4 separate regions of the Sus scrofa genome follow, and all the other regions are linked to region 1. The links are chromatin contacts, called in public Hi-C and HiChIP or PLAC-seq maps. All regions are on one chromosome and are shown on one strand. The core of a region is the stretch at or near the end of the contact, and the rest is flanking DNA. Distances in the headings are between cores, read along the strand shown.

What was found. Hi-C and Micro-C count contacts between places; a contact is called where the count stands out from the background. HiChIP or PLAC-seq counts read pairs in DNA pulled down with a chosen protein or histone mark.
Region 2: a contact with region 1 is called in an H3K27ac HiChIP or PLAC-seq map of alveolar macrophages. The contact joins two enhancer-like sites. A contact is called at or near these places in 2 of 2 datasets of contacts at active chromatin or transcription factors (alveolar macrophages and skeletal muscle).
Region 3: a Hi-C map of embryonic fibroblasts shows a contact between it and region 1, with 2.4 times the contacts expected there. The contact joins two enhancer-like sites. A contact is called at or near these places in 1 of 47 Hi-C or Micro-C datasets (embryonic fibroblasts) and 2 of 2 datasets of contacts at active chromatin or transcription factors (alveolar macrophages and skeletal muscle).
Region 4: a contact with region 1 is called in an H3K27ac HiChIP or PLAC-seq map of alveolar macrophages. The contact joins two enhancer-like sites. A contact is called at or near these places in 2 of 47 Hi-C or Micro-C datasets (embryonic fibroblasts and fibroblasts) and 1 of 2 datasets of contacts at active chromatin or transcription factors (alveolar macrophages).

The regions. Positions count from the first base shown.
Region 1 is chr10:66,418,300-66,426,175 of Sscrofa11.1, forward strand. No RefSeq gene overlaps it. Among named protein-coding and RNA genes, the nearest start is that of KLF6, 66 kb to the right of the region's middle. Within about 2 kb of position 2,947, at least 14 of the 83 cell types and tissues checked have an H3K27ac peak or open chromatin away from gene starts, as enhancers often do. A contact at or near this core is called in alveolar macrophages and embryonic fibroblasts, where this site is marked.
Region 2 is chr10:66,170,016-66,177,891 of Sscrofa11.1, forward strand. No RefSeq gene overlaps it. Among named protein-coding and RNA genes, the nearest start is that of KLF6, 310 kb to the right of the region's middle. Within about 2 kb of position 3,311, at least 23 of the 83 cell types and tissues checked have an H3K27ac peak or open chromatin away from gene starts, as enhancers often do. A contact at or near this core is called in alveolar macrophages, where this site is marked.
Region 3 is chr10:66,624,797-66,632,672 of Sscrofa11.1, forward strand. No RefSeq gene overlaps it. Among named protein-coding and RNA genes, the nearest start is that of KLF6, 140 kb to the left of the region's middle. Within about 2 kb of position 2,650, at least 9 of the 83 cell types and tissues checked have an H3K27ac peak or open chromatin away from gene starts, as enhancers often do. A contact at or near this core is called in embryonic fibroblasts, where this site is marked.
Region 4 is chr10:66,244,090-66,251,965 of Sscrofa11.1, forward strand. No RefSeq gene overlaps it. Among named protein-coding and RNA genes, the nearest start is that of KLF6, 240 kb to the right of the region's middle. Within about 2 kb of position 5,117, at least 17 of the 83 cell types and tissues checked have an H3K27ac peak or open chromatin away from gene starts, as enhancers often do. A contact at or near this core is called in alveolar macrophages, where this site is marked.

The DNA of each region.
Region 1 (7,876 bases), core at 1,697-4,196:
AACACTCAGGTGACTCAGGCCAATGAGTATAAGTTGCTCCTATGCTGCCTGGCTTCACTCGCTGATAGGACACAGCCTCAGGAGTGGGGCTCTAAAGAGGGGAAGGGCCCCTCCTTCTCTTCCTGAGCACTTCCCTGCAGCCTGCGGGGTCCCACGTCGCTCAGGGGTCTCAAAACAGGGGTGCCCACCCCCCGCAGCCTGCATGAAAGGACAAATCGGAAGCCAAGGAGTAACAACTGGGACTTCTACTGACAGGTACTCTTATCTGATCGGTTTTTTGAATGTACATTTTTGTGTATCTTTTCTAATGCTCGACATATAACAGAAGGTTTTCATTTCTGCAACAGCCACATCAACACGAATACGTCTTTGGGAGGCCCTGATTGAAATCTTTTCACGGATGGGACATGACACCCGAAGTGTTCCTCTGTCCCATTGTCTTTAAATCACACTGGCCACGGACACTCGGTGCCGACGTGAACTGAGCCTCGTTGTGTTACCCAAATCAGAACAAACTGGTTTCGGCCAAATACCGGTAAGAAGGAGGCTGGATGGAAGGACGACTTGGGAACTAGAGGTAAGGGCTCTGCTTGCTTCCTTGAGGATAAAATAACTCGACGGAACGATCAAGAAGCATGAGGGGCAGGGAGGGACAGCCAGGTGAAAACCGCCCCTGAGCCAAAGGCACATTCTCAGGACAGTGTCTGCGCCACGGCTGGGAATGAGTCCTTCTTCGCTCTTCGTTGAGAAAAGATCTTTGAGATCTCTGACAGAGCCCAGGACTAACCGAGGGTTATTAATCCTTAGTCTTTGAAATCTGTCTTGATCTGACACCAAAAGCACAGGCAACAAAAGCAAAATCAAACACGTGGAACTACATCAAACCAAAACGCTTTTGCCCAGCAAAGAAAACAATCAACATAATGAAAAGGCAACCTTTGGAAGGGAGAAAATCTTACACAATGTACATTTGGTAAAACATTAATATCCAATATCCAAAGTATTACAGCTCAAGAGCCAACAAACAACAAACAAACAAAAATACACCACTTAAAAATGGGCAAAGGGGATTCCTGCTGTGGCTCAGAATGTAATGAACCTGGCTAGTGTCCATGAAGACACAGGTTTGATCCCCGGCCCTGCTCAGTGGGTTAAGGATTCAGCGTTGCCATGAACTGTGGTGTGGGTCGCAGAGATGGTTTGGATCCTGCATTGCTGTGGCTGTGGTGTAGGCCAGCAGCAGCAGCTCCGATTGGACCCCTAGCCTGGGAACCTTCATATGCCACAGATGCAGCCCTAAAAAGCAAAAAAAAAAAAAAAAGGCAAAGGACCTGAATAGACATTTTTCCCAAAGAAGACACACAGTAGATAATGGCCAATGGATACATGGAGAGATGCTCAAGGTCAGTAACCAGGGGAATGCAGGTCAAAACCGCAGTGTGATGCCACCTCGTACCTCTTGCGATGGCCATTATCCAAAAGACAAGAGATAACGCGTGCTGGCAGGAAGGTGGGGGAGGGAATAATGCTCTGTTCGTGGCCAGAAAACTGGTACAGCCATTTCGGAAAACAGTATGGAATTGCCTCAAAAGATCAAAACTAGGGCTACCCTATAATCCAGCAACCCCCCTCCTGGCATTTATCTGAAGGAAGTAAAATCACTATCTGGAAGAGATACGTGCAGTCTGGTGCTTGATGTGGCTTTATTCAAAATAGCCAACATTTGGACGCAACCTAAGTTCTTGTGGATGGGTAGATGGATAAAGAAAATGTGGGATAATAGCACAAAAAAGAAAGAAATCTTGCCCTTTGGGAAAACGTGGACGAACCTGGAGGACATTGTGCCGAGTGAAATAAGCCAGACGAAGAGAGACCAATACTGCACGAGTCTACCTACATGTAGAATCTAAAAAGCCAAACTCAGAGAAGCAGGGATGAGGATGGTGGGTATCAGGGGCCGTGGTGAGCGAAGTCTGGAGATGGGCCAGGGTGGAGACTTTCAGTTTTAAGAGGAGCAAATTCTGGGGATCTAATCTACAGTGTGGCGACACCCCCGAATCATACTACGTGCGCACTTGAAAGTTTCCAAGGGGGGAGATCTTATGTGTTCTCACCACACACACACACACACACACACACACACACACACTCACACACACAGCAACGATGTGAAGGCAATATGTTCATCAACTTGCTTGTGGTGATCGTGTCACAACCTACGCATGTACCAAACCACCACATGGTGCACCTTAAATATGGACAAGTTTTATTTGTCAACCATACCTCGGGGAAGCTGGAAAAAGTCAGTCATTTCTGAGAAAAACAACAAGCACAGCATATGCGTGATGAGGAAGGGGGTCTCTCTCTAATTTGTACCAAGACCCACATTGCCACTAAACCACAGACGGGTCTTGAGTGGTTGAGTGTGCATTACCGAAACGGTGAACTAGGTACTGGGGAGACACAAGTGTAATTTGCTGTTGACCTTCCAACAGGATGCCTCAGACCCAGCTATGCTTTGGTTTTTCTTCCTCTGAAGAGCTGCACGCCAATGGAGCAGATGGTGATTCGATCAGATGTCTATCCAGTGACTGCAATGCCCATGTTTAAATGAGACTTGTCAACCTTTCTACCTCTATTTCAATGACTGCGACCACGTCCTAGAATTACTCACTTTTAATTCTTAATCCAGTGGGTGAAAGTATACAGCAGGCATCCTCCTGAGCACACATGGCCTAGGTGAATCTCTGTTCCCACTGGTGGAGGAGAGGCGAGGAAGACCGCGTGGCAAGGAGGATGATGCCCACTCGGGTAGCAAGTGTTCACCCCGAACAAACCAGGCGCTGAAAGACCAGTAAATTATGTACAGGAGATCCAAGGAGACGTCTGGCCAGGCCGTGGGGATGACTAATTCTTTTTAGTAGCACATGGCCATTCTGAAGTTTCTGAGTGAGTCACATTTCCACTGTGGTTTTTCGCCATTTCCTTGTCTCACCAACTTTGAGAGTTAAACTCACATATTGAGAATTTCCTCAGAGGAAAATAAAATGATAGAGGGGTTGCATCTGCACCATAAAGGCAGAATCGCATGAGCTGCTGAAAAGATGGAACCAACCAGGAGAGGCCATAGCAAATGGAAACCCACTAAGAGAAAATGAAAGAAAAAGCCCTCAAAGACAGGCCAAAACTATATTTAAAGGCAACCCCAGTCAATCATTAAATAGCTTTTTTTCCCATTTATGGGGATTGAATAGGAACGTGAAGTTGAGTTTGGATAAGCTCTACAAATGGCAAGAAATGTTTCCATCTTTAAGCATAAAATCCAACTTTCTTTCATGGTCTTAAATGATAAAGTCATTCCCAGGCAACAAGGGCCTTGCCAGGGATGTACCTGCATATTACCTGGATGTTTGGCCCTGATGTTGGCGCTGCATGGAAGTAGCAGAATACATCTTTATAGTTTGGCTTTTCTATGTTTTCTTAAACTGGTGGGTAGAGGAAAACACAACCTCCCGGAGACCTTGAGTCTGATGGAAGGGCTCCCTCCTCCACCACCCGAGCCCCTCGCCTGCAGGGGGTCCTTTCTGTCCCACTGGTTCTCTTTCCACAGCCAATGAGACCTGCAAAGAGATGGGGCCTTGGCTCTGGTTCCCAGCACGCATCTCCAAAACCAGGCCTTTGCTTTCTTCCTCTCGACTCATAGGCTCTCTTCTTCCTTTGCTCTTTGATCCAAGCAGTGGGACTCTTTGGAAGTTTCCAGCTCTGTCTCTCTCCTGCCCTCTGAATTCTGACAGCATTTGCTGTTCGAATCACTCTGAGGCCTTCCCTTGATGCTTTGCATGTGGTCGTTTAGAGTCTCATGGGGAATCACCCACTAAACTCACTGGAGCGCTCAACAGGCCTGGACGTCATGGGGCCTGGGCTTTGGGTCCCCGTGTGTCCAGTGTTGGTTTGCTGGGGCTTCCGTAACAAAGACACGAACGACGTGTCAGACCTCTCCTGTCTCACTGTCCAGAGGCCAGAGTCCAAGGTCAAGTGCCCACAGGTTAATTTCTCCTCGAGGTTCCGAGGGAGAATCTGCTCCAGGCCTCTCTCCTGTGGCTGTGGTTTTCCTGGCAGCCTGCGGTTCCTGGGCTGGCAGACGCAGCCCCCAGTCTCTGATCTTACCGTCACGCAGTCTGCTTCCCCTGGGTGAGGCCGGGTCCTGATCCCCTTTCATAAGCACACGGGCCCCGCAAGGACCCCTTAACTTAATCCTCACTGTACAGACCCTGTCTGCACGTCAGGCCACAGCCTCAGGCCCTGGGTTGGGACGTCCACCTACAGCCCGACACTGGAGAGGCCTGGGAGGCCAGCATCCCGCTCCGTGACCGAAGCGCCCATCTCTCAGACAGAAAAACAGAGGATGAAGCTTGTTCCGATAAGACTCGGATTGTTGAACAATCCTAGCTTGTTTGCAGGTTTTGTTTGCAAGGTGGGGAAGCTTAGCCAGGTCGCTTTGTTCTCTGGCCTCAGCCCACCTCCTGGGACCACAAAAGCAGAAACAAGGCCTTTGCCCTCACATTCATCTGTCTGACTCCAAGATAAGAGGGATGTTTCTTTCTCTGTGTTCATTTTTAAATCTCACAGCTTATCTTAACAGGTCATTCCAGGGAGCCCAACCCCAGATGTGAAGTCGGGAGCATTCACTTCTACCTCTTCCGCTCCCTCAAAGTCACCACAAGGGGCAGAATAAAAGCAGAGCTTTCTTTTCCTTTTCCTTTTTTTTAGTTCCAATTTCTTTTACCTAAGAGTTAATGAGTTCACCTGGGTTTAGGGAGATTTGTAATGGATTTTCAAATCCTTGCTATTATTATTTTTATTATAATGTTGGATTATTAATACCAAGCTAAAAATGTCACTCGCTCTGCAAAATGAAGTGATAAGTACCACTTGGCTTTTAAGAGGAACATTATAGAGGCAGTCCATTAGGGAAATAATCTCAGGTTATAGCCAGCTCTCAAAAGACCTGGGAAATAAGGATTTAAAATCAAGGCACTTGCAGGCCATTATGACAACTAAATTGGTAAAACATACTAAAATCCTAGCATAATAGTGCTCCTTAGAGAATTGTGACAAATTGTATTAATATTGTATTTCCCAAAAAGTGAAAAAATTAAAGCCTCAGCTGAAGTTGCAGTGGCAACTGTCCGGTGCCGTGAAAGCCGAGGTACACAGACAGCCCCTGCCTGCACAGCTGTAAATCGTCAGGCTGGAAGGGATGTCGGGTCCTAAAAGGAGGGTCCCCTGATGGCCACTTGCTGACACTCTGAACAAGGGGCAGAAGTGCCACATCGTCACCAGGGCTCTCCTCACAGCGGCAGGAGAATGACAGCAGGCCCGCTCCCATCTGCAAAGTCGTGGGCTCCACCTGTCAGCAGCGGTCCGTGAGACGTGGGGGAAGGGAGGAAGAAGCCAGAAATCCTTGCCGGCTGGATGTGGGCGCAGAGGGAATGCAGCCCGGCCGCCGGAGGGAGGACACGCAGCTTCTTTGTCAACCCGCAGATGAGGGAGCCCCTCGTTCAGGCGAGCGCATTGACAGCAAGGCACGAGCGTGTTACAAGCGTAACACAAGATCAAATAATGGAGTTCCCACTGCGGCTCAGAGGGCTAAGAACCCAACGTAGTGTCCATGAGGATTCGGATTCCATCCCTGGTCTCGATCAGGGGGTCAAGGATCTGGCGTTGCCACAAGCTGCAGCATAGGCCTCAGCCGCAGCTCTGATTTGACCCCTAGCCTAGGAACTTCCATATGCTGAGGATGCATCCGTTAAAAAAAAAAAAAAAAAGGTAAATTGAGCGTGAGTTTTTGCACTCCCGAGAGGGTTTCCTTCTCCTGCCCAAATATGAAGCCCTGTGTGCCTGTGATCCATGCGCCTAAAGCCCAAAACGCGAGTCTCTCATTTTCACTTTAATTTTTTCATTGAGTCAAATGGCTTAAAATTTAAAAGATAGGGTGCAAAGGGATCAGGAAATCCCTCTTTGGGAAGTCGTTTTGGGTTGAATCCATGACAGAAGAGGGTCGGGCACATGACTGCAGAGTCACACTTCAACTTTCGCTTGTTTGTTTTTACCGGAAAGCGACAGTCCCCAGATGAGCCACCAGCTGCCACGAAGAACCCCCAAAGTCATTAACTCACAGACCTGGAGGCTGGGAGGACTTGAAAGCATCCGCAAGGAGCGTCCCGAACTGTTTGGAGGGAGGAACGCATCCTTGGCCTGGAATTCACATTGTCTGGAATCTTCTCAGCAAGTTTGAAGTTTCAGGCAAAAACCCATCATGCGCCAGAAACTCAGCCTTTGGCAAATGCTATCAGGCCATTCATTCGATGGATCATAAACTGGTATTTGTGTTCTCCCCTGAATTGCTGATTTTGTGGACGACTGTCTTGATCACTCACATTTAAAAAGAAATACTCTGTGGGTTTTACGTGTCCAGAGGGAAGGACATACCAAGGCCGTTAACCAGGTAGGTGCATCAAAATAGGGTCTCAACCTGAATCGTTGGCTTGCCCAGAGCTTAAATCGGTGGAAAACTGCGGCAAACCTCCACTTCAATGACTCTGCGGAATTTTGCTCCCGTCGCTCGTGTGCAAGTTGGCGCATAGAGCGGTTTCTCCTGGGAGACGCTCAGTCTTCGCTCTTCTCTGCGTTCCAGGAGATCCCAAGGGGGAAAAAAGCATTCTTAAGGGTCCGCTGAAAATGGAGTTTAACCTGAGAGCTAGAGACCCAGAACTTCGGAGCACACATCTTCTGAAACACAAACCAGCCGTTCGCCCAAAGTGGTTCCTAGAAAGCCTGCATGCAAAGGTGGGCTTTTGACGCCTTAAAAAAGACTCAGTTGCATGTACTTAAATATTTTTATTTGCATGTACTTTAATATTTTTATTAAATTCAATTTCTGCTCAATTCTTGGCAAAACTAGGAGGAGTTTTGCAGAGAAAATTGGGTTTCCACTTTTTCCCATACTCAGGATAATATGAACTACCTTATCCTTTGAAACATTTCAAAGACTCTAAGTAACTAAAGTCTATCTTGATTTTTATAAATTTATGCTCCAGGTACTTTGGCATGAAACAGAACCGAGTTCAGACCCAGGCTCCCTGCTCTCAGCATAACCTTAAAAAGGTTTCTGGGAGTTCCGTCATAGCTCAGTGGTTAATGAATCTGACTAGGAACCATGAGGTTGCAAGTTCCATCTCTGGCCTCACTCAGCGGGTTGGGGATCTGACCTTGCCATGAGCTGTGGTGTAGGGCGCAGACGCAGCTCAGATCCCATGTTCCTGTGGCTGTGGTGTAGTCCACGGCTACAGCTCTGATTAGACTTCTAGCCTGGGAACCTCCATATGCTGTGGGTGCAACCCTGGAAAAGACAAAAAGACCAAAAAAAAAAAAAAAAAAGTTTCTGAACCTCTCTGAGCATCATTTTATTCATCAGTAAAACGAGATTAATTAATACCTACCTCCGTATCAAGACTGGGTCATAAATTAGGTTAATAGGATTAATGGGATATTGGGATTAAACGGAAATGAGAATAATTCCTACTTTAGTGGAAAGAGCAAATTAGATAATGAATGTGAAGTTCTTAGCCATTGCCAGGCTTCAGCAGCTGCTGAAAAAAAAAAAAAATCGCCAAGTGTTGCTGAAGTGGCGACATAACTCAGTTGGAGGTTTTCTTGTCTTCGAGCCTGGCCACATCCTCTGGGGCAGCCAGGATGCTCTCAGTTCCACTCCGGTAACAAGGAGGCCCCAGATCTCAGGGGAAGGCCCAGCAAACCTCTGTGCCTCACGGCCCAGCCCTGGACGGTCTGTCACCTCTGAGACACAAAGGACAGA
Region 2 (7,876 bases), core at 2,061-4,560, 250 kb before region 1:
CCCTTTCAGTCAACCTGTCAGCTGATAACTCTTCGCTGAATGTCCACTGGCTCTATCACACACTCTCCTGGGCAGTGGGGGTGAAGCCTTCCTAGAGTTTACCTTCTGGGACATAGAGTCAGAAACACGCAGGTGGACTCCCAGCCTTGCCTTTTTCTTTGCTTTGTTTGTCCCTAGAGTTGACCCAAAGAAACATCTTTAAAATTGGGGGAGTTCCCTTCGTGCCCCAGTGGAAACGAATCCGACCAGGAACCATGAGGTTGCGGGTTCGATCCCTGGCCTTGCTCAGTGGGTTAAGGATCCGGCGTTGCCGTGACCTGTGGTATAGGTTGCAGATTCGACTTGGATCCCGCGTTGCTGTGGCTGTGGCCTAGGCCGGTAGCTGCAGCTCTGATTCGACCCCGAGCCTGGGAACCTCCATATGCCATGGGTGTGGCCCTAAAAAGACAAAAACCAAACAAACAAAAAATGGACCTGCCCTCCTCGATTTTAAATGACACCAAGAGGCTGAAGAGCCCTCTGTGACAGCAGAAGGAGCGGCGGCAGGACGAGCAAAGCGAGGCCATCCGGCGTCACATGTGGCAGCTGTGCCCACGGCAGCGCGACACGTGAGGCAGTACATTGCTCTCCGGGAACACGGAGCCTCGTCATCTCTGGTCGACAGTCTGCTCTGGGCTACCTGTTAACATCGGGCCAGTTACGGCGGTTGGGCTTATCCTGAAATCCTCTTGCAGAAGAGGCTCGTTGCATATCTTGGGGTTTGTCTCTCCCCACTCCCTCTCCATGAGTCCCTGCTTCTCACGGAAAGTCCTTGACACATTGTATTTTTCTACATAGGCTTTTACTTTGCGTTTGGTTGCAGTGCTTTCATGGGTGAACTTTGGATCTTTAATTTCACCTGCCAGCTTCTGTAACCCCTTACCTGGTGCTGAGCACTTCCTGTGGCTACAGGAAGCCTACCGGGGTCCCCCCAAAGGGCCCATTTCATTTCCCGCCAAGTGGCCTTAGAAGGCATCAGTAGTCGCCTCCAGGAGCCTTTGCTGTTGGAGAAATGCTTAGCTCGGTATGCTATCCTTTTTTTTTTTCAGGGCTGTACCCGCCGCATATGGAGGTTCCCAGGCTAGGGGTCTAATTGGAGCCACAGCCACAGCAACGTGGGATCCCAGCCACAGCTGTGACCTACACCACAGCTCATGGCAATGCTGGATCCTTCACCCACTGAGCGAGGCCAGGGATCGCGTCTGTGTCCTCATGGTTCCTAGTCGGATTTGTTTCAACTGAGCCACAATGAGAACTCCCCACACTTTACGTGTTTTAATAGAAGCTCAAAAATCTGGAAGAGGAACTGATGAAAACCAAACTAATCTCAAGCATTTTTTTTTCTTTTAATGGTCACACCTGCAGCATATGGAGGTTCCCAGGCCAGGGGTTGAATCCGAGCTGCAGCTGCCAGCCTACACCACCGCCACTTCAGAGTCAAGCCGCATCTGCGACCTATACTGCAGCCAGATCCTTAACCCACTGAGCGAGGCCAGGGATCAAACTCACATCCTCACGGGCCCTCTGTGGGGCTTTTAACCTGCTGAGCCGCAGGGGACTCCACCAGCATGCTTTTTAACAAGCCATGTGCCATCTCACTGTGATGTCAGGAGCACGAGACCAAAACGCCCCTCATGGCTAGTTGGCTGTGTGACCGGAAGCCATCCCAGGAGCCTCTCTGACCTCGTCTCCCCACCTGCACAGGGTGAGACTGGGGAGAAGTCAGGAGTTTGCACAGGAATCTGTGCCGCAGGTCTTTTCCTTCCATGTGTGTGCGAAGCCGTGTCCAAACCAAGGCCTCAGGCTGCCGCTCACACACCGAGAGCCTCAGGCCTGATTTCTGAGCCCCAGCCATCTCCCCAACCTGTTTCTGGGATCCCACTGGTCACCCAGTTTCCCAGTAACAGAGCCCACGGCGTGCCCGCTGCCCTTCTGGAGCCCTCCTTCTCCCCTGGACAAGGGCCTCTCGTGCTCTTGCTGGGTGACCTTGAGCAGGTTGGGTCACGTTGCATAGCCTCCCTTTGTTCTTCTGTAAAATGGGACTATCACAGAACGGTGGGGAGAATCGACGGAGGAGCTCGTGGGAGCCATTCAGCGCCCCCGAGGCGGGGGAGTGGGGGGAGAACCAGCGGGAACAGGTCTACCCTGGTCATTAGGGGTCCTTGTCTCCAAAAGATCTGCTCTAAGATCCCTTTCAGGCAAGTTGCTCTGGTCACCAATAGCCTTAAACGAGAGAGCGTGTTCTGATGACTTTGGGGTTTTCAGTGCCTTTTCTGCAACAAAGGTATTTTTAAAGTCTTATTTTTAAATGAAACTATTTTGGAAAATTTCTCACTTGGAAGCAGTTTCCAACTGCAAGTCAAAAGATTAAAGGAAAAAAAAAATGCAGGTTAATCCACAGCAGGATACACTGTATATGCTTTCTAGAAAAAAAAAATTTTTTTAAGAAAGCAGGAGGAGCGTAAGCTAAGGGCAGCATTTAAATTTGAAGCATTCATTCAGCAGCTGTCTTCAGAAAGACAGAGGATTGAATCGTGTCTAAATCAAGCACTGGATTTCCAGGGAAAGCAGATGAGATATTAGAAAGTGTGCAGGAAACAGCGGAAATGGCTGTTCATAGGTTAGAGCCTTTAAAAAGTGGCAAGACTTTTTGCGCAGATAACAGACCCAGGAGCGGAAAGTCTGAATTCAGACCTGAAGATGGGAGGAGGAGCGGCTTACAGGACAGTTGGGTCCGAACCTCTTCAGCGCTGACCGAAGTCTACTTTAGGTAAAAGATTAAAAGTCACTTGTGTGTCCATAAAGATTAAAAGTCACTTGTGTGTCCATGAAGCAGAAGCGAGGGGTCATCCCGAGCGTTCCCTGGAGGGGGATCCCCTGGAACAGGGTTTGATCAGAGACTGGAATTCTGGGGGCCCTTCAGCTTGACAGCTTTACCTGGGACCTCCGGGTAAAGCTCACCCCAGGCTCGGGCACAGCAAGGACTCTCCTTGACCAAATGGACCAGAGTCAGGCTCCTCTGGGCTCTTCTCAGCCCCGCCTCGACCTCGGCCCCCAGCCTGGCCTGGCCTCCGTGGCCCGGGTGCATCAAGAATTCTAAGTCAGTTTATCAAGAATTCCTCCACGAGACATCTGGCGTCTGATCACCCTCTTATCAGGTCAGATCCCCCCTCCCTGCACCCCACGCCTGGTCCTCTCCAGCAGGCATCCCACCGAGCTGGTTTAACAAGAATCCTCACCACCCAGCACTTCCTCTTAGTCACCATCCGCCGTCCCCTGCACTTTGCCAGCGGCTGGAAACCCCAGCATTGCCTTTGCTGCCAAGAGTGAACCCTAGTCCTGGTTTGCTTTGCTACAGCAGCCCGGGCTCCGTAGCCCAGAGCCCCAACCTCGGTGAACACGAAGGGTGGGTGAGGTTGACTCTTCCGGCTTTGTTGTTGTTTGTTGCTTCACTTTTGCTGCAGCGTGATAGACTCTAGCCTCTCATTAGACCACAAAACGTAGACTGCGAGCCAGCACAGGCCTTCCTCAGAACTGTGAGCTCATCTGACTTCTGTTACACTCTGCAGACACCCGTGGCTCTCTCAAGGCCCTGTTGCATCATCTTTTGACCAAAAAACCCAAAATAATGTGACCTTGGGGAGTATGTTAAGACTTTCTTGTTACCTAGTATAACATCCATCATGTAATCAGCCTCCTTCTGCCAATTCAAGGCGAATGTATTTCATGCTTTTTAAAAATTGTCTGACATGCCGCAGTTAATAAAACACATCCAGATCTGTAGTCCATTGGATCTTATGTTATCTTCCTAGGTTCTCCTCGGCTGTCAGCACCGTCCCTCTAAGAGCAGTCAAACTGCCCTAGACTGTCCACCACCCCATCCCTGGGGGGCTGTTCCCACTCTCCAGTTCCCACTTCCCAGATAAGCCAAGACCCCTGAACTCCCCCTCTCACCTCCCAGGGCTTGGAGCAGCTATAACTGACAACAGGCGTAAAGGGTTCAGAACACAGCACCCCCAAATCTGCGGAATTGGCACATGGATTACTTAGCGTTGAAGGCGTTTGAAAATCAGCAGATGCAGGAAGGGCTCTCTGCCCTCCCTCTTTCAACCTGAAACCAGTTCATCCAGTTTCCCAGGAGAACGGTGCCCTCCCTGGACCAGGCAGAGCAGAACAGTCTCGTCCACGCCCGTCGGAACGGAGCTGTACCATCTACGAAAAGAACCCCGGTTTTCCGCGAGGGCTCCTCGCCCGCCCCGCGATTTCCTGCCCCAGTCCAAGCCTCTGTCTTGTCACAAGCCCATGATTTGTCATGATTTGTGTAGAAATTACATAAACCTTTGGGCCAAACCGCTTCCTTTGTGTTCATTTTCCTTCTGAAGACTCCCGCGCCTGCAGATACATCAGCTCCATTTCCTGCGTCTCTCCTTGTAATCGCCTGATGTCAGTTGCACTCTCAGGCCCGCCACCCAGCCACGGAGGCTGAGTGTGGAAGGAAGTTGTCTTCTCCCCACAGATGCTAACAGGTCGTGTCACCCGAAACGCTTCCCAGGTCCCTCCGAGCTTTAACTCAGGGAGAGGAGGTTCCTTACGGCCTTGAAGAGGAATATTCACCTTGGCAGTTTCAGAAATTGCAGCCAACTGGTAAGAAAGAGACCCTTCTCTCCAAAGGGCTGGGCCTTCGTGGCACAACATGCCAGCCTCTTTGTGAGAGAGTCCTGGGCATGAGGAGACCCAGCTCTCAAGGAACGGTCTCACCTGCCGTCTTCAACGTAGAAAGAAGGTGGCAGGTAGGCCGGGATGGTTGAGTGGGCATCGCCCTCTCTGCAAGGTAGGCAGACGAGCACATGCCTGGTTCTAAGACAGGGCTGTAAGCGTCCTCTGAGGTGAGTTAGGATCCAGCAACTAGAAGGGCACTGGTGAGTGTGCTACACCTTCTCTTCGGCGGAGCCCGGTGGGCACGATGTGGGCGAGGAGGAATAAGCAGTTGACGGCACACTGTGCCCACACGGAGTGGTTGTGTGTTATGCGCTCCTGTATTTGATGTTCCCGCACCAACACAGCCATGTCACCATCACAGCTGTCCAGGGAGGAACCTTGGGTAAGCAGACGTTAAGTACTTTGCCAAAGACCCCCACGAAAGTGGAAAAGCCAGGGTTACCGCCTGTGTACGTGATCCTCCTGGGCTTTTGGGCAATGCCTTCAGCTCCTTCGACTTTCACATGAGACAAAGCCTTAGGTCTCTCCAGCTCGCGAGGCGTGTGCATGTGTGAGCTGTGGTCACAACTTGAAGGTGGTGTTTACAAAGCGTGTATGAATCCGCACTCCCCAGAGGGGGAAATGTAATTCGAAAACCAGTGTTGCCTTGGTCGGAGATCATGGAGAAACAAGGACTTCTTCCCCTCAAGAGACGGACGATGGAAGTCAGCGTGTCAAGAACTCTGAGAATCTTACTGAAAGGTTTAACTTCTGTTCCACCCAGCATTTCCTAGGTGATTAGAAATGCAGTTCTTAAACGTAGTTATTCACTCTTTTGAAGGAATTAAAGCATATTTTCCAAAATTGGGATCAAAACGTTAGTTGCTTCATAACGTGAAACAGGTGGCTTCGATACCTCAGGTTAAGAGAGCCTGAGATACTTGGTACATGTTCCGTCGTCATGTTTGATTCACTTCATCACAGTAATCTCCTTCTCATGGGGGGGGGTGTCTTTGTTGTTGTCTTTTTAATGAATTTTATTACATTTGCAGGTGTACAATGATCATCACAACCCAATTTTATAGCATTTCGGTCCCAAACACCCCACATCTCCTCCCACCCCCAACCTTTCTCCTTTGGAGACTATAAGTTTTTCAAAGTCTAGGAGTCACTATCTGTTCTACAAAGTTCGCTGTGTCCTTTTCTTTGGCTGTTAGTGGTCTGTACTGAGAGAGCTATTCTTTTGGACCAGACTTAGCAGGCGTGGTGGCTGCTGACAAAAGATGTGATGACAATGATTTTATGATTATTCCCTGCTCCAGGTCCAAATGGTCTCAGACTTACCCAGCATTTGATGATATATATGCTCCCCATTCTTTCGAAGTTTCTGCCTGTGTTGTAACGTCATCCGTGTGTTGGTTGGGCTGCTGAAACGGGCGACACAGCCCTTCTCTGGCTTCGGTTCTTCCTGCAGTGCATTGTGGGCCCTCGCCTTAAATGTCACATCCACCTCTAGGTGCACGGATGCACCCCGTCCAGGCAAATGGTACCAAAGAGCGTGATGGAGAAGACACACAGGTCAGCTCTCCCGGTCACCCCAGGACCTGGTGACGGTGTTTCCCCGTATTAGTGCCTCAGAGGACGTGGGCAGAGTCTTCTGATCTTTACTGCAAATGACAGTCAGGCTGGGAAAAGGACCTGAGAGAAGCCAGTTGGCCAGCAGGTGCATGGGGATTCCACTGGAGCCCTCATCACTCTCGGAGTTCTGAATGGAACCTCCATTTTTTGATGAATGGGGAACCTTCCATGTGGTCCAGACTTGGAACTCCAAAACCCACACCCTGTTGTTGGCTCGGTGTGAGACTGAATTTGATGCTGAGAATATGCGATGATTTCTATGCTTCACGCTTCGGAGGACATCTGTGACACAGGCTGAGACAGTCCCTCTGCCAGCTCTTCTATTTTGGCTCAGGCCCCTAACCCTTTAACTTGACTTCCCCAAAACGGCAGGATGTGTTTGAACACACGTGTGATTGTGTGTGTAAGGCTTTAAAATGGTGGCGTACTTGCTTTCCTCCGACTGGTGGATCAGATGTGGAAGAACGAAAAATGTGTAACAAATGAAGGCAGATGTCCCTGCCTGACCTGTCCATCCACCATCCGTACCGTCTTTCCTGCCGTCCTCCTCCCGCCCTCCCTCCCTCTCTCTCTTTCATCCGTCCACCCAAGTGTTTAAACATCACTCTCTCGTTGCTGTAACTATTCTAGTTTGATCATCTTGAAAAGATGATCTCCGTTTTCTTTCTTTCTTTCTTTCTTTTTTGGCTTTGATGATTTTTATTTTTTCTGTTATCGTTGGTTTACAGAGTTGTGTCAATTTCTACCCTGCAGCAAAGCCACCCAGTCACAAATACCTATATACGTTCTTTTCTCACAATATCCTCCATCATGTTCCATCATAAGAGACTGGATAGAGTTCGCTGTTCCGCGCAGCAGGATCGCATTGCTTATCCACTCCAAACGCAGTAGTTTGCATCTGTGAACCCCAGTCTGAGCTCCACTTTCAGAGGTTCAGCCCGGTACCATTTGGTTTTATCGTCTCTTGTTTTGGAACTTTAGGAGTGACACATAGTGGAGGTGTCGATAGTCATTACGACTCGGCGTCTGACTAATTTTTCCATTTGACTTAGATTCAGTCATCTCCATAAGTAAAGCAGGTTCACAGCTTCTCGATTCAATCTCAAAGCTAAGGTCATTTTACATAGCAAATATCTCCAGCCGTGTGTAGTATGCCTGAACATACTAGTATTAATATGTAAGTAATAAAGTAATATAATGCAAATAATAAAAATTAAATAATATTCACAAGTATATTTATTTGTAGTAATATAAAATAAGTTCATTATTTTATCATTTATTATATATGATGTATATCACTGGCATTTTATTAATCGAATCAACTAGTGTTTCTTAACGCATTTAAGATAAAAATATGTGCATTACAATAAGGATTAAATATTACTTCTAAAAGTGAGAGATGATGTTTGGACAATGGAAAATAAGGTTTGGAGAGAAAACATGAAGGAAGTACACAAAATCTATGCCATCGTGGCCCATGCCAGATTTTGATATGCCACAT
Region 3 (7,876 bases), core at 1,400-3,899, 210 kb after region 1:
GAGTGAACTGTGTTGGTCTTGAAGGTGCCATGCTGATTAATGCGATACCCGGTATTTCATAAGTTGTATAAATAAAAATTCTTTGGTCATTTTGAACATAGGAATCAAGCGTAAGGAATGGTTCTTCACATGTAGTCAATTTATATCCTCTGGAACTCTAATTCCGTGCATTGAAGTTGGGTTTAGAGGTTGACGTTTGTTTTGAATTCTGTTTATTTGCCTCTTCAATGAGTTTAGCAGTGATAGGACCTCTTCATTATGAGTTACACAGAGAGTTCTTTGAAGCACCTGTGTTGGTGTTCCACTGGGTTCTTCTGTGTGCTGTTTTAACCTTTGCAGGGGTTTCCTTACTCTTCCTTCCGCACCAGTGTTGTGCTGGTGATTTCCTGTCCCATCCTGAGTGACTGTGATGTTATCTGAATTCTGACCAGTTGTACATCGGGTGTGCAGAGTCTGTCTTCACAGCTCCAGTACCTTTTACTTTCGTCTGTGGCAAAGAAGTGGAGATGGTAACAAAAACCATTATGACATAGCACTGGGTTTCCTTTTTTGTAAGTACACTATTTCTGCCATATTGGCTGAGAATTTTCAAATAGAGATGTCATATGCCAAGCAACGGAAGAAGGGCTGTTTTGTTTCATTTTATTTTGTAGTCCTCTGACCAGTGGCTGCTGGTTTGGGGGTAGGGAAGCCTACCAGATCAGCCAGTGAGTAGGCACCAGCCAAGGACACGGTGATCCTCACTGATTAGCAAGTAAGCGTGGGAGTCACCCCCACTGAAAGCCCTCTGAATAGTGGCAGATACTTCTCGCCATCTACCTCTCTAGGATTTTGATTCAGAGGAAACATTGCCTATTCACCCTGGGCAGTGGGAGATAATTAGTTGCCTGGTGTCCCCTCATGGCCACTGTTACACCTGACTATAGTGTGTGAGGTGAACCACACCAGTTCTCAGTCCTACAAGACACTTTGAGTTTATGTCAGCCAGTTAGCTGCCTGATTTCTATGGCAGCTTGATCAAGCTACTCCTTTCAGACTCTGCCCTTTGGAACTATCCAGCCACATCCAGCCAGATGCCCAGGGGCACATTAATGCACCATGGGTTGAGAGGTCATATTCTCAACTCGTTATTCTCTGTGCATTTCTCTAACTGTAGGGCTACTGGAAGATTCTGGAAGAACCCCCAACCCATCTACCTAACCCTGTGTGCCATTACCAGGTATGCTCCTGAGGCAGGCAAGGTTATTATTGGCAGTATAGCCACAATGAAATTATTGGACCAAAAAAACATACAGTATTTTTATGTATTAATCCTACAAAATGAAAATACACATGAAGTTACGGGCTTTTGATCCAAGCTTGGCCGTTTTTGACAGGACCATTTGTCATGGACCAAATATGCTCATGGGCATTTTGATAGGACCAAATTTCAAGGCTCTTTTGGCATGAACCAGGCATCTCAATAGACACCTCAGGCAGGACCAAATGTCTACTAATCTGTGATTCTCACATTTTGACTCTAGTCCTAACATCACTCCACTTTTGTACAATTACCTAAAATTTTGTCTGTCAGTGTCTCAAACTTAGCAGAATGTTGTCTTCTCTCTCAATATTTGGCATCTCAGAAAACACATCAATAACTATAGTTGTTGAAGCTAAAACATTGGAAGGCACATGCTTCCAGAACTCATCTTAAACGCTATTTCCTTCCATCTTTCCTGCTGTCACACCATCGTCTTTGCCTGAACCATCACATTAGGCTTCCTTCCTTCCATCACATTAGGCTTCCTTCCTATATGGTCTTCCTTCTCCATTCTTATCTATATTATTCTCTGCACAACAGCAAGAGTGAGCTATGAAGAGCTGTAATCAGATGATATCACTCATATCCTGCCAAGTGGCTTCTGCTTACCCTGACCTAAGAGGTCCTACCCCACCTTCCCCCACCTGTGTTCTTTTTCCACCCCACCCCTGCTATCTTGGTATCCACTCCTACCCCATTCCTCGTGGACTTTTTGATGTTTCCCAAACATCTCAAGCTGTTCTTGGTTTAGGGCTCTTAAATGAGTCATCTTCTCTTCCCTAAGTGATTTTATTATGTGTATTCACACAAATTGTCATTCAGGTCACATTTATATGTCACTTCTCAGAGAGGCCCTTCCAGACTCTACAGTCTGAAGTAGTTTCTTGAATTTCATCATCACATCGCTTTGTTTGCATCATGGCACCTCTCTCCTTGTGACAGTAAAGTTCTCATTTGTTTGTTGTCCATCTTTCTCCCTCTAATGGAAGCTCCATGGGCTAGACTGCTTTCATTACGGCTGCCCTAGAGTCCAGAGGAAGACCTGGTCTCACCAGAGGCTCACGAATTGTGTAGAGAATGAGTGGATACATTGATGATGATTTCTTCAATTTAAGTAGAATCCAGAGTTGGATAAACGTAAGGAAGAAGGATAATTTTCACTAATATTTTGCTTTTGTCTAAGGGACAGTCAATCCCCAACTCAACCAAGTTTTCATTTCCCTCTCTCTCCCTCCCCTCCTTCTCTTTCTCCCTCACGTACACGCAGACTCGCATACATATGTGTATGTGGTGTACTTTTGATATCTTTCCTTGCTGTGTTCAGTACATAGTATATTAAGACCATAGTCTTTCAACCAGTGTCCTGACCATATGGAACTTATGAGAGAAGAGTCATAGTGCATGAAATGTCAGCAAGTTAGAGGGAGAAGAAAAGATCCTAAGGTCATAAGACAGAATGCTTTTCAAAGGGCCAAGAGTGAAATTAGTCTGTGATTAGTGGTTCACTTCACCTCCTTTTCCATTCTGAAAGATTTCCAGAAACCACGGGATTTCAGTCATGTTTTTCTGTACATGGAAACTCTGAATGATATAAATAATTCTCAGTAGGAAATAAAATGACTGATACACATAAGTCGGAAAGAAATGTTCTTGGATTGGTATTTCCAAAAGTTTTCCAAACCAGCTTCACATCTTGGCCTAGGAGCATATAATCAGAATTCCCGTCGGCTGACTCAGGCCAGTTGGGCAAAACAATAGCAGTTTCAGCCTCTTCTCCTGTTGCCGAAGCATGTGGCTGATCGCGGAGAATTTGGCAATGTCGCAGCAAAGGGAAATGATCCAAACATAATACGAGTTACAGAGGTATGGGGGAGAGAATTCTAGAACGGAGTATTTCACCATGGTAAAGTTGGCGGAAAAAACGGAAACGTAATGACAAATAGTCATTTAAAAACTATCAAAGTTAGATTCCAGCCTCCACAGTGGGAGCCTTACGCCACAATGGAAAGCTCACCTCTCCGGTTGCAGAGAGAAGCACCAGACGCATAAGAAAAAATTAATAATAGGTGGAAGGAAAGTTGTATTCCACTTCCTTAAATTTCCCTTATAATTCAGAAGTTTTTCTTTATGGCAAAATACTCTTCTTAACGCTTTATGTGGAAACTTTGAAGTTGGAATTGGCAGTAAATTCCACTTGGAAAACCAAAGATAGAGATCTCTTTGCAGGTCTTCCCTGCAAACCATTGTTGTAGTAAAGTCATATTTCGGCGGGAAATGTAACTCATTCTGCTGCCGTCCCTCAGAGCATGACCTAGAAGGTGCCTGGGACTGGCGTCATATAATAGCTCCAAACAGTGTCTGGAGAGCAGTTTATGGTGGCCGCTCTTATTTCTCACCTTCTTGTTGATGTTACCCGCTCTATTTTTAGGGAATTTATTTTTGCGTGGACATTGTTACCATTTAGGTTTATTCATTTATAGCTCTCAGGCTCACATATGTAAAAGGAAAGAGCTTTAAACCAAAGCCCTTAATTATATTTCCTAGTTTGGGGAAAGTGTAAGCTAGAAAGCAGCAGGCAAAAGGAAGTCTCAGTTAGGAATGGTGGCGTTGCGACTCCCTGCCTGACGTCCTGCCCTTGTCTTTCCCACCGTGGACTCGGAGCACACCTGCCGGAGGGAAACTTCTGGGTCAGCGGTGGGCATGATCCCCCTGTGCTATGTCCAATTGGACTCTGTTCCGGGGACACAAGTGGTCGGGCTCTGCCTTGTATTCTGCCTCAAACCCTGACAGCTGGTACAGTGGGCACCCCACTGCAGCCGCACCAGGGAGCAGTCCCGTCCCGAAGAGAATGCTTGTTTGTTGGATGGCCTCCATTTGGCCTCGAGGTCCCGGGCTGCCCTCATCGGCTCAGCACTGTGCCCACTGGCTCCTGGTCGGGTCATTTGCTTTACCCGATTTACATGTGATGCCATCTGCTGCCGACATGGAGGGCCAGAGGGAGTTTGGTGGGAGCCAGCCTTCACAGAGCTCCTCCTCAATGGTGTCTTGTGTCAACTTTGGTAGTTTTCAAATATCTGCTGTGAACAGGTGGCATGCTTCTGTTAAATTAAAATGTCACACTGAAAGAATGTTGTATTTTCTGCCCCTCTGCCCCCTGCTTACAGGCTCACAACCCACCCCACAGATGCCCAAAGTGCCCAATGTGAGGGTGGAGCCTCCCTTTCACATACTGAGAAATTGAAAGAGTTATTGATTGTGAAATGCTGGAAAGCAGTCTGTCCTCCCTGATGTATGGAAATATAACTCTTCAAAGAATCACCTAATCATGCCCTTCGGCCAAAACAAATTTATGGTTTTATTTTATTAGTAACATGAAAGAAAGACTACTGGTAAATTTTCTAGGTGAAGGCAAAAAGTTAATAAGTCATTTAAATCTTTTTGCTTGTTATGTTGTGTTTTTAGTAAGTTTTATAAGCTCTTATTTTTTGGAAACGGGTACTCTGTTATTCCCTGTGATGGTTAATTATATATATCACCTTGCCTGGGTAGGAGAGATCCAGATAGCTGGTAAAACATTCTTTCTAGGTGCGCCTGTGAGGACGCTTCTGGAAGCATTAGAGTGGGTCCACTGAGTAAGGATCACCCTTACCAGTGTGGCTGAGCTTCGTCTTATCTGCTGAGGACCCGATGCAACAAAAGGACAGAGGGGGAGACTTGCTTTTTGCTCGAGCTGAGCTGACGCACCCACCTCCTGCCCTCAGACACCAGAGCTCCTGGTTCTGAGGCCGTCAGACTCAGACTGACTACACCTCTGGCTTCCCGGGTCTCCAGGTGCAGAGGAAGCCTTGCTAGGCTCCATGATCACCTGAGCAAAGTTTTATGGAAATCTCCAAATCGGCACTTCCTGCCGGTTCTCTTTCTCTGGAGATCCCTGACTCACATGCTCACACTCCATTTTTATCTGTTTCCTCACTGGAAGCTCAGTGCTTCGGAGGGCAGCACCCCGTTCTAACCATGTGGTGTCCGTGGCTTCGAGTGCTTTCCCTACTGCAGTTTTAAGGTCTACGCAAAGGCATCAGTAGGGTCCTAAGATGCGGTCCATCCTCCTTGGCCGGCTTAGCACCTCCACTTGCCCTCTGGGGGAAGACTTGCAAGAACCGCCCCCTCATGTCCCCCTCGAAGCAGAGTCAGCCCCCTTCAGATAAGTTATCTGAAGTACAACGGAGGCCATTGTCTCAAGGTACGTGCTTTTATCCCAATAGAAATAATAGACAATAGCAAGTATAGATGGATCATAGGCTTAGAAACTCCCTGCGTGTTTTAAAAGACTTTTACAAAGACTGTTCCTTTTAGTCTCTTCTGGGCTGCAGCAAGAAATAAACTGAGGCTGATAGTCACAAGTTATTCAGCTAGCTCTGACGTTAAATTGTGATTTTGAGGGATTCTCATCTCAGAACCAATCTAACATGAGAGATGGCCCAGCATCTAAATCTATTTTAGTTACACGGTAGGGTAAATAGGGCAGGAGTCAGAGAAATATTGGTAAAAATCTGGACTTTGAGCTAAATGCACAGAACCTTGCAGGTCATATCCGAATGCTTCAGTTTCGTCTGTAAGGAAGGGTGACATACAGGAGCTTTTAAAACAAGGCACATGAGAGAAACACGTCTCTGAGGGGGGGGCGATGTAAAGCTTAACTACGATGGGAAATCCGAAGTTTGGGGTCATCCAAGCACCTCTGTTGACAGTTGGTATCGGGGGCTTGACCTAGAACAGGGCAGTGGGGGTAGGACAGGAGGGGTGCACAGGCCGCGGGCTTGGTGGTGCGTTGTAGTCCGGGTCTCTGGCAAAAGGAGGAAGTAAGTGATTCCCTGGGCATGTCTGCCTTGGCAGCTGGCTGGTTGGTGCTGTTAGTCATCGTGTCAGAAAGGCATTGTTAAAACAGCTGGAGGGAAGGTTGGCACATGTGGAATCTGATATGCCCACAAAATATCCATTTGCCCGTATCTTGCAGGCAAATGGAAATGTGGTCTGGATTTCAGGAGAGCCATTAGGGCTGGCAGTATAGATTCTCAGAGGCTTGGAAGATTGAAAAAGAGGAGAGAAGCAAGAGCCTTAGGAAATGGATATCATTAAGGAGCAGATAGAAGACAGTTTAGGAGGTGGGGAAAAGTCAGAGAGGCAGGGGGACCAAGAGAAAGCGGAGGGTCCAGGGCTCAGTAAGGGTGCACAATTCAAAACAGGAGCAGAGAGTGGGGGGGGGAGATGAGGTGAGAGGGGGTGAGTGGGGAGCTGGGACTGATGGGAAGGGGAGGGAGGAGGGCAGGTGTGTGGGCTAGACCCACCTGGAAGGACTTTTGTGAAGCCTAACTGAGGAGAGTTCTTATAACTCTCTGGTATGTAGTAAGTCAAATTCCTATTTCAATTTTTGTTAGTTTTGTCTTTTTCATTTTCTATTATTGTTATTTATAAAATCAACAGTAAGAGAAACATGAGGCTATATAAAAGGGAAGGAGCTGGTGCCGACTGTTTTGGTGTAAGGGCCCCAGGATGAGAAGAAGGGGTTGAAAAAGTTATGTCGTCTTTTCACGCACAGCCGTCTGCCCCCACGCGTGCACGTGCGGCTGTGTGTCCTGCTCTCCGGCTCAGTTCTCAAACTTTCTGGCTTGAGCCCACATCCCACAGGTTAGGGGTTCAGCCCCTCCTCAGGTGCCCATTGCAGGAACTGCCCACCGCCCCCTCTTCTGTCCAATTTGGTTACAAAGTCTGGGGTCCTCCAACCCCCTCCTTTCAGCTTCAGTAACTTGGTGGAACGGCTCACAGACCTCAGAACAGTGCCCCACTCGCTGTTATCCGTTTATTATCGAGGATGCGAGTCAGGAGCAGCCCCAGGGAGGGGATGGGGGGGCGGGGAAGAGGAGAGGGGGAGGTACTCGGGGGCTCCGTGCCCTCTCTGGGTGCCCCCCACTCCAGCACCTCCATGTGTCCACCAACCTAGGAACTCTCTCAGCCCCGTCCCAGTGGGGTTGGGATGGAGGTGGGGCTAAAAGTTCCAACCCTTTAATTACACCTGGGTCTTGGAGTTCCTGCTGTGGCACAGTGGGTTAAGGGTTCGATGTTGTCTCTGCGGGGGCGTGGGTTCGATCCCTGTCCTGGCACAGTGAGTTAAGCTGTATGTTATGGCTGCAGCTCAGATTCAATCCCTGAAATTCCATATGCAGCTGGTGCAACAGAAAAAAGAAAAAAAAATTATGCCTTGGTTTTTCTGGCCACCAGCCCCTATCCTGAATCTATCTCAGGGCCCCCAGCCACCACTTGTCTAATTAGCATACAGAAGACACTCTTATCACAGCAGAGATTACCAGGTTTTAGGATCTGTGTGCCAAGAACCAAATAAATATTTAGCACAGTCATTCATTTGGGAAAGAAAGTCTCTCTCCCTCTCTCTCTCCCTCTCTCTGTGTATAGTGACATGATTTAGGGGTAAGGTAGATTGGAATAAAACAGAAAATGAGGAAGGGCTAGTTTGCAAAATCTAAGGGGAAAATAAGTTAGCAGAGAGTCTGAAAAGGG
Region 4 (7,876 bases), core at 3,867-6,366, 170 kb before region 1:
CGATAACAGATTCTAGGGTGAGTGATAAGCCTCACAGCGGGGACCCAGGATGCACCAGGATGTGTGAATCAGGGGATGGCAGCATCAGGTGGGCACCCCAGCTGCCTGCTCCTTCCCTGGCCACAGCCCCCCATCCTCTCACTGGGAACAATGACAGACATGCTTCCCAGCAGATTTATGTTCTGGAAAAAGAGAGAAAGGAAGGGAAACAGCTCTTGATTACGTTTGAAAAGAAACACACCTGCATCCTGTTCTAAGCATGTGGGAGACCAGTAAACAATTGGTTCAGCAAACCCCTTCTCTGGGCCCTCTTCACGACAATCTTCTAAGGCAGGGGCAGTTATTGTCCCATTTTTCAGATGAGGAAAATGAATGCCAGAGCGTTTCAAGGACGTCTTCCAGGACGCATGCCTCATCAGTGAGAGAGAGAAATGGTGTCGAAATTTTCAAAGCCAGTGCTCTTAATGAGTAAGTTATGTCACCCCCGATGCGCTTGAAATTGCCTGCCTTAGCCAGTCACGTTAACTCTTGTTAACAACTGAATAATTGATAAAAGTGAACAAAGATCCATCATGAACGATATTCTTTCAAGTCTCCAAAGAGAAAAGAGATTTCCTGCCAGAGGAGACTCAGGTCCTGCACGTGTTTTCCTAGCTGTGCTAACCAGAGCTCGCGCCACGCGATGCTTCTCGGGGCCATACGCCAACGGGGTGCTCTTGTCTCTCTCACCATAGATACTGTACATTGAAGAAGTACATGAAAATCTGCACTTGTTCTTCTGGCACGACGTCTCCTCTGCCCGCAGACAGAGCAGGGTAACTCTGCCACAATATGGAATTTTATTTATTTATTTATTTATTTATTTTTGTCTTTTTGCTATTTCTTGGGCCGCTCCCGCGGCATATGGAGGTTCCCAGGCTAGGGGTTGAATCAGAGCTGCAGCCACCGGCCTACACCAGAGCCACAGCAACGTGGGATCCGAGCCGCGTCTGCAACCTACACCACAGCTCGCGGCAACGCCGGATCCTTAACCCACTGAGCAAGGGCAGGGACTGAACCCGCAACCTCATGGTTCCTAGTCGGATTCGTTAACCACTGCGCCACAACAGGAACTCCCAGAATATGGAATTTTAAAGAAAAAGGAGACCACGTCTCTTAGGGCCAGCCTCCTTTGGGGTCCCGCTGGCAGGTGTTTCTCCACCCCGGGGACCCAGGAAATGGTGAGAACAGTTGTGGACCACAGGTTCCCAGCTGTGCCCTCGATGCGTGAAGCTGCCACCGCGCAGAAGCTACCCACGACGTCTCGCACGCAGTCGTAAGCCGTGGATACTGCGTCCTGCATCACGTCCCAGTCACACATTCAAAGCCCTAGCCTTTCCCAGGTGAAGGAACAACGTCTCAAGGGCATCCTCGCCGCCATCTCTTGAAGGTTATGGAAGCGAACGGTCTTGTTTATCTTCTCACCAGTGGAGTCTTTAATCGCCCGTCCTCTGACCATTATCCCGATAAACAGGTGCTGAATGGAAATGCTTGCAGTAGGCCAACCCTGATCTTTTGACAATTGAATCTATAAAGACGTCTATTCAGATCTTGACGAGTCACCCCTTTAGCAGAGAACCTACAGCTGAAGTATTTCCAAATTCTCCCCCGTCCTTGCCAAGCTGTCGGGTCAACCCCACCTTCTGGGGAGGTAACCCCACGCCCTCTTCTGCGTGAAGTCTGCTGAGGCAGCACGTCCATAGGACCTCCCGTTTGTCAGAAATCCAGAAGTCCTTCATTTCACTAAGGAGTTTCGGATGCCGTTCTCATGCTTTCAGATGAACTTTAAGCTTTAAAAAAAAGGAAAGAGCCACGCGTTGCTGTTGCATCTCTTCCGGGAAGAACGGCACATGATGAATGCATATGAACTGATAATATGTGTGGACAACCCTACCGGGAAGGTACCGACCGTGCAGGGTATAGTGGGCACCGTTCATATCTGGGGCGCGCAGGGCTGTGTGGTCAGACTGGCTCCCGGTAGGACAGAGGGAGAAGAGAGCTGAAATACGGACTGACTTCTCCCTCTACGCGGATATTTGAGAAACTGGACTGCGTCCTCCTGAAAATCCATTTTGAGATTTACTCTAAAACTCCTTCTCTCCTTTTATTCTCTTTTCGAACTCACTGTGGGGATAAGGGAAGTGGAAGGCATCTCTGGATACATATGAACACATCAAATGTAGGCGAAGGGAAGCCTCATTTTCTTCCAACGGTTTGTAATTTTTCTCTTTTTGGACACCTGCCCCAACTCCAGTATCACGTGTCAGTCCGTATGCCCGTCCGAAGGGAGCCGCGACTGTCCTTTACATGGTATGTAGCATAGGCTAGTCCCAAATTGGAACATGAGTCTACTCATTATCCTCTTGTGCTGACATTCTTCCTGTTTTGGGAAATATTTTGAAGAACATTATCTTCTATGTGGTTCTCCTAACTAAAAAGTAAAGTATTTCATTATACGTGTGAAGTCAGGTAATTGATTCCAAAAGGAACTCAAGGGTTAGACTTGCAATTTCCTCTAAAGGAAACACGCATTTTGGGAATCTTTAGTCGCTGTCTTTACATTATTAACGGCCCTACTTATATTTGACAGACACGTAATAATGAGGCCATCTATCTCCAAGACAGCAGAGCTGAATATATTTCCCACTTTATAAATGAACTTTAAAAGCCCTACAGACAAATTTCATTAAAGTAAAGAATGGAAATTTGGTAAATGGAGTCTTTGGATGTTATTGATGAATAAATCTTTACTTTTCTTCCGCTGCTAATAAGGATCTTGACGATTAGGTCCAAAAAAATAAACACGTCCTGTGTATCAGACGCAGTGCTCTCTGGGCCAGGTGGGGCAGAATGCTTTCAGGCTGACGGCATCGCACATCCTCAGAGCTGGGCCAAGGCATTTCATCATCCCGCCGCATTCTGCAGGAAGAGCCTGCCGTGGGAGAGCGCTGATCTTCGGCAGACGGAACCCAGGAAGGATTCCCTCCGATCCACCGTAGATCATTCTTGCTGCATAAGGGTGTCACGTGTTTCAGATTCTCAGCTCTGCCAAATCAAGTTCAATACTGCACCTCCCGTGCTTCAGTGAGTTAGAATAGACAGAGTTGATTAAAAGCCATCCTTTCCTAATCCGGTCCTGAAACTGCCCCCTTTTTTAAAGAGGGGATTGTCTTTCTCCTAAGAAACAGCTTTGACCGTATTTTCACCCTATGTTGAGAGCTTCCAGGGGTTCTTGGACATTTGCACATAGGGCAGTCCCAAGAATTCTTGTCTCATGACCCATTGTGGCTCCACATGGAAGAGAATCTCCGAATTTTAATAAAAACCTGTGGTCCTACTTAGCTGAGCGCTGGCTTTCAAGTGCTTATTTTTTGGCACATTTCAGTTACCTGGTGAGACTTTTCACCAGGTAATTGAAACGTGTGTTTCCTGTTGGAGTTAGTGAGTTAAGGAGGTAAGAAATAGACGGAAACTAACTCGGGCTTCAAAGAATTTTCTGGTGTTGAAATCAGCTTAGGAAAAACGACCTTGTCTGACCCACCCACTTTTGCAAGCGGAGAGATTTCTAGTAAATCAATAAACTACCCGATGGGTGTAAACTAAGCCAAGCTCCCAACAGCCGGGCTCTTAATTTACTGGAAACCACTTTTTAAGACCGTACAGCCTTCTGAGGGCAGGGCAAATTCTGACCAGGCACTTGTTGGTAGATGATCAGATAACGAGATGTTATACATTGAAAGGATGAAGGTGAACCTCAGTTTCTGTGAAGTCGCTCCTTCATTCATCATTTCCGTCATGCTGTGTGCTAAGCCCTAAGCCCTCAGGACTCTGGGACCTTGAGACACAAGACCGCAGAAAACCCCCAGCTCCGAAGCTCCGTCTTAGGAAACATACACAGCGAGACAGCAGGGCACAACTGTCTTTCTCTCCTCAACATCTTTCATGAGAACAAAAATAGAAGATCTTTTCTGACACACATCTGTACATCCCTCGCTTTAGTCCGTAAAGATGAACACTGGCTGTGTTGCCACGGCAGCTGACTTGCCAGGGTGAATGCATGAGAAAGATATGGTCGCTGACCCCCAAGAAATTATCCTCTCATTGGAAAAAACGGTGGGTCCCGGGTACATGGAGGGAGGGTATGACTAAGTGGACTAGGGAGACGTCAGCTCTGTTGTGAAGCAATACCCTGGACAGGAACGCTGGCTGTCGGTAAAAGCTTTGGGCAGCCAGGTAAACTGGGCCGGATGCTCATCGGGGTTCCCTGCAGGCATTGCAGCCGGGTGAGAGATCTGAACGACCGTCCGGCGTGGAAGTAAAGCTCACACCCCGGCCAGTATTTCATCACCTGATATTTCTGAGCAGCAAGTGCATCCGGAAATGTACTTAGTGCAAGTTCCTGGCCTACAGAATGAGGGACGAGGGACTGGGCCTTGGCCGGCCCGTGATGCCGGCCCAGTGAACATCAGGGAGGCTATTTCACGGATTCCCAGTGTGAGCCGCCAGCAGGGTGAGCCGCTTCTTCAAAATTCCCCAGGGAACAGATGGGGAATTCAGTTTAAAGCCACACCTGGAGTTCCCCTGGTGGCTCAGTGGGTCAAGAACCCAACATAGTGTCCGTGAAAATGCAGGTTCGATCCCTGGCCTCGCTCCGTGGGTTAAGGATCTGGTGTTGCCATGAATTGTGGTGTAGGTTGCAGATGTGGCTCAGCTCCAGGGTTCCTCTGGCTGTGGTGCAGGCCGGCAGCTGCAGCTCTGATCGGACCCCTAGCCTGGGACCTTCCTTGTGCCACGGGTGTGGCCCTAAAAACCCAAATAATAGAAATAAAGCCTGTGTGTCTGAGGCGTTCTAAGCCCCTTGTTTCCCTCTTGCTGCGCTGACTCGATGTCAGGTCTGCGAAGATAGAGACTCTAAAGTGCAGTGCGTCACCAGTCAAGAGGCGGGACCGAGACACCGTCGAGAAAGAAACGGCAAAACGGGCCGTAGCCTGTTGCTACACATTTTGGCAGGAAATCACAGCTGAGCGTGGGAAGCTTCACTTGCAGAACAGGTAGTCGTGATGACTCAGAGCCTCGGGGACAGACTGGCACGGACCCCAGGCCGGGGGATTATTCAAAACCCAGGGATCCCTGGAAGTGACTGCTTCTTGGCAGTGGCATTTTTCCCCCTTGGCTGTGAAAGGTGAGAAAGCTTTGGCAAGGAAATGAGCAGAGGAGTGAATTCAGAGCAAGGGGCACAAGTGACTCACAGATTAGATGAACAAGGACACGGCCGCAAAGCGAGAGACGCAGCAGAATCTCTCTGCCGGCTGAAGGATGAGCAAGCCCCAGGTCATCCCGACCAACTCTCAGTTTAGGAAGACGCCGTGAAAAAAACCGTGTCTCTGGGAGCAGGCTTGTGGCTGCCCTGGGGGAGGGGCGGGAGGGGATGGACCGGGAAGTGGGGGTGGGTCGATGCAAACTCTTGCATTTCGAATGGATGGGCAGTGAGGTCCTGCTGCACAGCACAGGGAACTACATCCAGTCTGGGGATAGGACGTGATGGAGCATAATGTGAGAAAAAGAATGTGTGTGTGTGTGTGTGTGTGTGTGTGTGTGTGTGTGTGTGTGTGTGTGACTGGTCACTATCCTGTACAGCAGAAATTGAAGGATCATTGCAAATCAACTATAATGAACATGTTTTAAAAACAGTGTCTATTCTTCAATGCTTGAATCAGTTAGTTAAAAGGCTGCATTGTTTGATTCCTTGTAATATCTTGGAGCGATATTTTAATATTACTTCAAATAGAAGCCTAGAAGCCCCGTACTATTTATTTAAAGTCCATTTTCAAAATTCTTTTAAAAGTAATTACAGGAAATTATCAGCCTTTGTATCTTGCTGGCTGACACATCCTATAAATCACCCAATGTGTCACTTCTGATAAAGCCCATGTAATCATGTTACATGACAGGAACTGACGGTCATAAGTAGACATGATAATTTAATTTGGAAAAAGCTCAGACTCATGCAATTCCCTTTCAACTTTAGTTCAAAAACCCTGGTGAAACTCTACAGAGGGTTGGCATATTGATGTAACTTTGAAGAACATTTGTAACATTTTTTACTTTCAAACCCGAAACGTATCTCCATCTCATACTTGAGATATAAGCGCATACAAGTGTGTAGTATAAAATATTTATAGCAAACGTTAAAATAAAGAAATGATGTGATTATCCAGTGTGATCCGTTTTTACTGGGTTCACTCAGTAGTCAAAGTCTGTGTTGAGGAGCAGGGTATAGACAGGTGCCGGCCGTAGACCACTCTCTCGGCAGAGAGTGAGAACTGTCAATGACTTCGAGAAAAGTGGGGGCATTTGATGGAGAGAAGAAAGATACACTCAAAATTGTACCTCCTTCCCTGTGGTCACCAAACTTTCAACTTCACGTGCAAAATGAACACCACAGAAGCAAGAAACTGGATCTCTTGGACCGACCCTATAGCATATTGTTAGGAGAACTTGACGTGCTGAAGGCCGGATGGGGTGGAAGCGTCCAGCTCTGAATGCCAGAGGCTGGCACCTGCAAGGCACCTGTTAGAGCTTGGAAACATGACCAAGATGGGGAAGGCTTGGGCCAGCCCAGCTCTGACTCTTGTCCTCCCTTGGGCAGGCCACTCCGGTGGCTATCGCTGTCGTGCCAGAGCCTGGAGGTACTGCTCTGTGTGGGTTCCTGCCTCTACTCCTTCACGTGTCGTATTCAACCCACCCGACAATGTGGTACAAAAAGGGGCCTGTCTTATTTCTACTCTCACTTGCTTGCGGCCCCATATGTTTTATCTCTGCCTGTGAAAGTGGGGAGGTGTTAACCACAACACAAAGACACACTCGCATTCTACAGATTAGCTTGTCTGGATACACACACACATGCACTGGTTGTGTAATGCCATAGTAGGTCGTAGTAGAAAAATGCAGTCATCCATGGCTGACATTTGTGTGTGTGTGTGTGTGCACACAGGCACGCATCCTGCAACAGGTTGCTCCCTTCCATTCTTCCTTCTGCACAAGTTCAAAACCACGACACAGCTCAGTGCTTTCCAAAGAGCAAGTCAGAAGGAGAAAGAGGTGAGGCCGTTGGAGAGAAGGTCTGTTACCCACAAAACCTCCTGGGTTCCTCCCGGTTGGTGTCGTGGTGTTTGTTACCCAAGAAGATGATGTGCTGATTGTGTGGCAGGAGGTTTTCTTCTCACAGTTCGCTTAATCCAAATAATCCCTTCCCCCAGCACCCGAAAAGGATGAGGCTAGTTATCCCTAAAATTTATCTAAAACTATGTTCTCCCAAGTCTGAAGCAGGAAGATTTAGCTTTGAAAAATGGAATAAAATGTCTACTGAAAAAATCGCAAAACTGACAAGCGAATGAGGTATATGCATGTACCTGGTGAAATCATCAATTACCAAAAGAATGTGGCCATCACAGAGACTAGACAAGAGGAGTCGGGAAGCAAAACTATTACAGTATTTGTACAACTGTGCCAGAGGGTAAGGTAATAAATCTAGCTGCCCTAAATCTTCCCAACACTAAAAGGGGCATTCTGTTGTGAAGCAATAAAGTGAATGCCTACTCATGACCGAGAGAAAGTAAAGCTCTCCAGATACCCATTTCCCGTCATCATTTAACTTTCCTTTGGAAAAAAGTGCAACGAGACAAGAAAAATTAAATATAAGAGAAGAGATATTATAAATATATATCAACGTCCATCTTTCAAACATCTCTTTTCTAAGACATCTGACCCACTGACACCCCCACAGAGCTTGGCCCTGCCCACCTAGAGTTTGATCAGGTTTACTGGATCTCTGCCT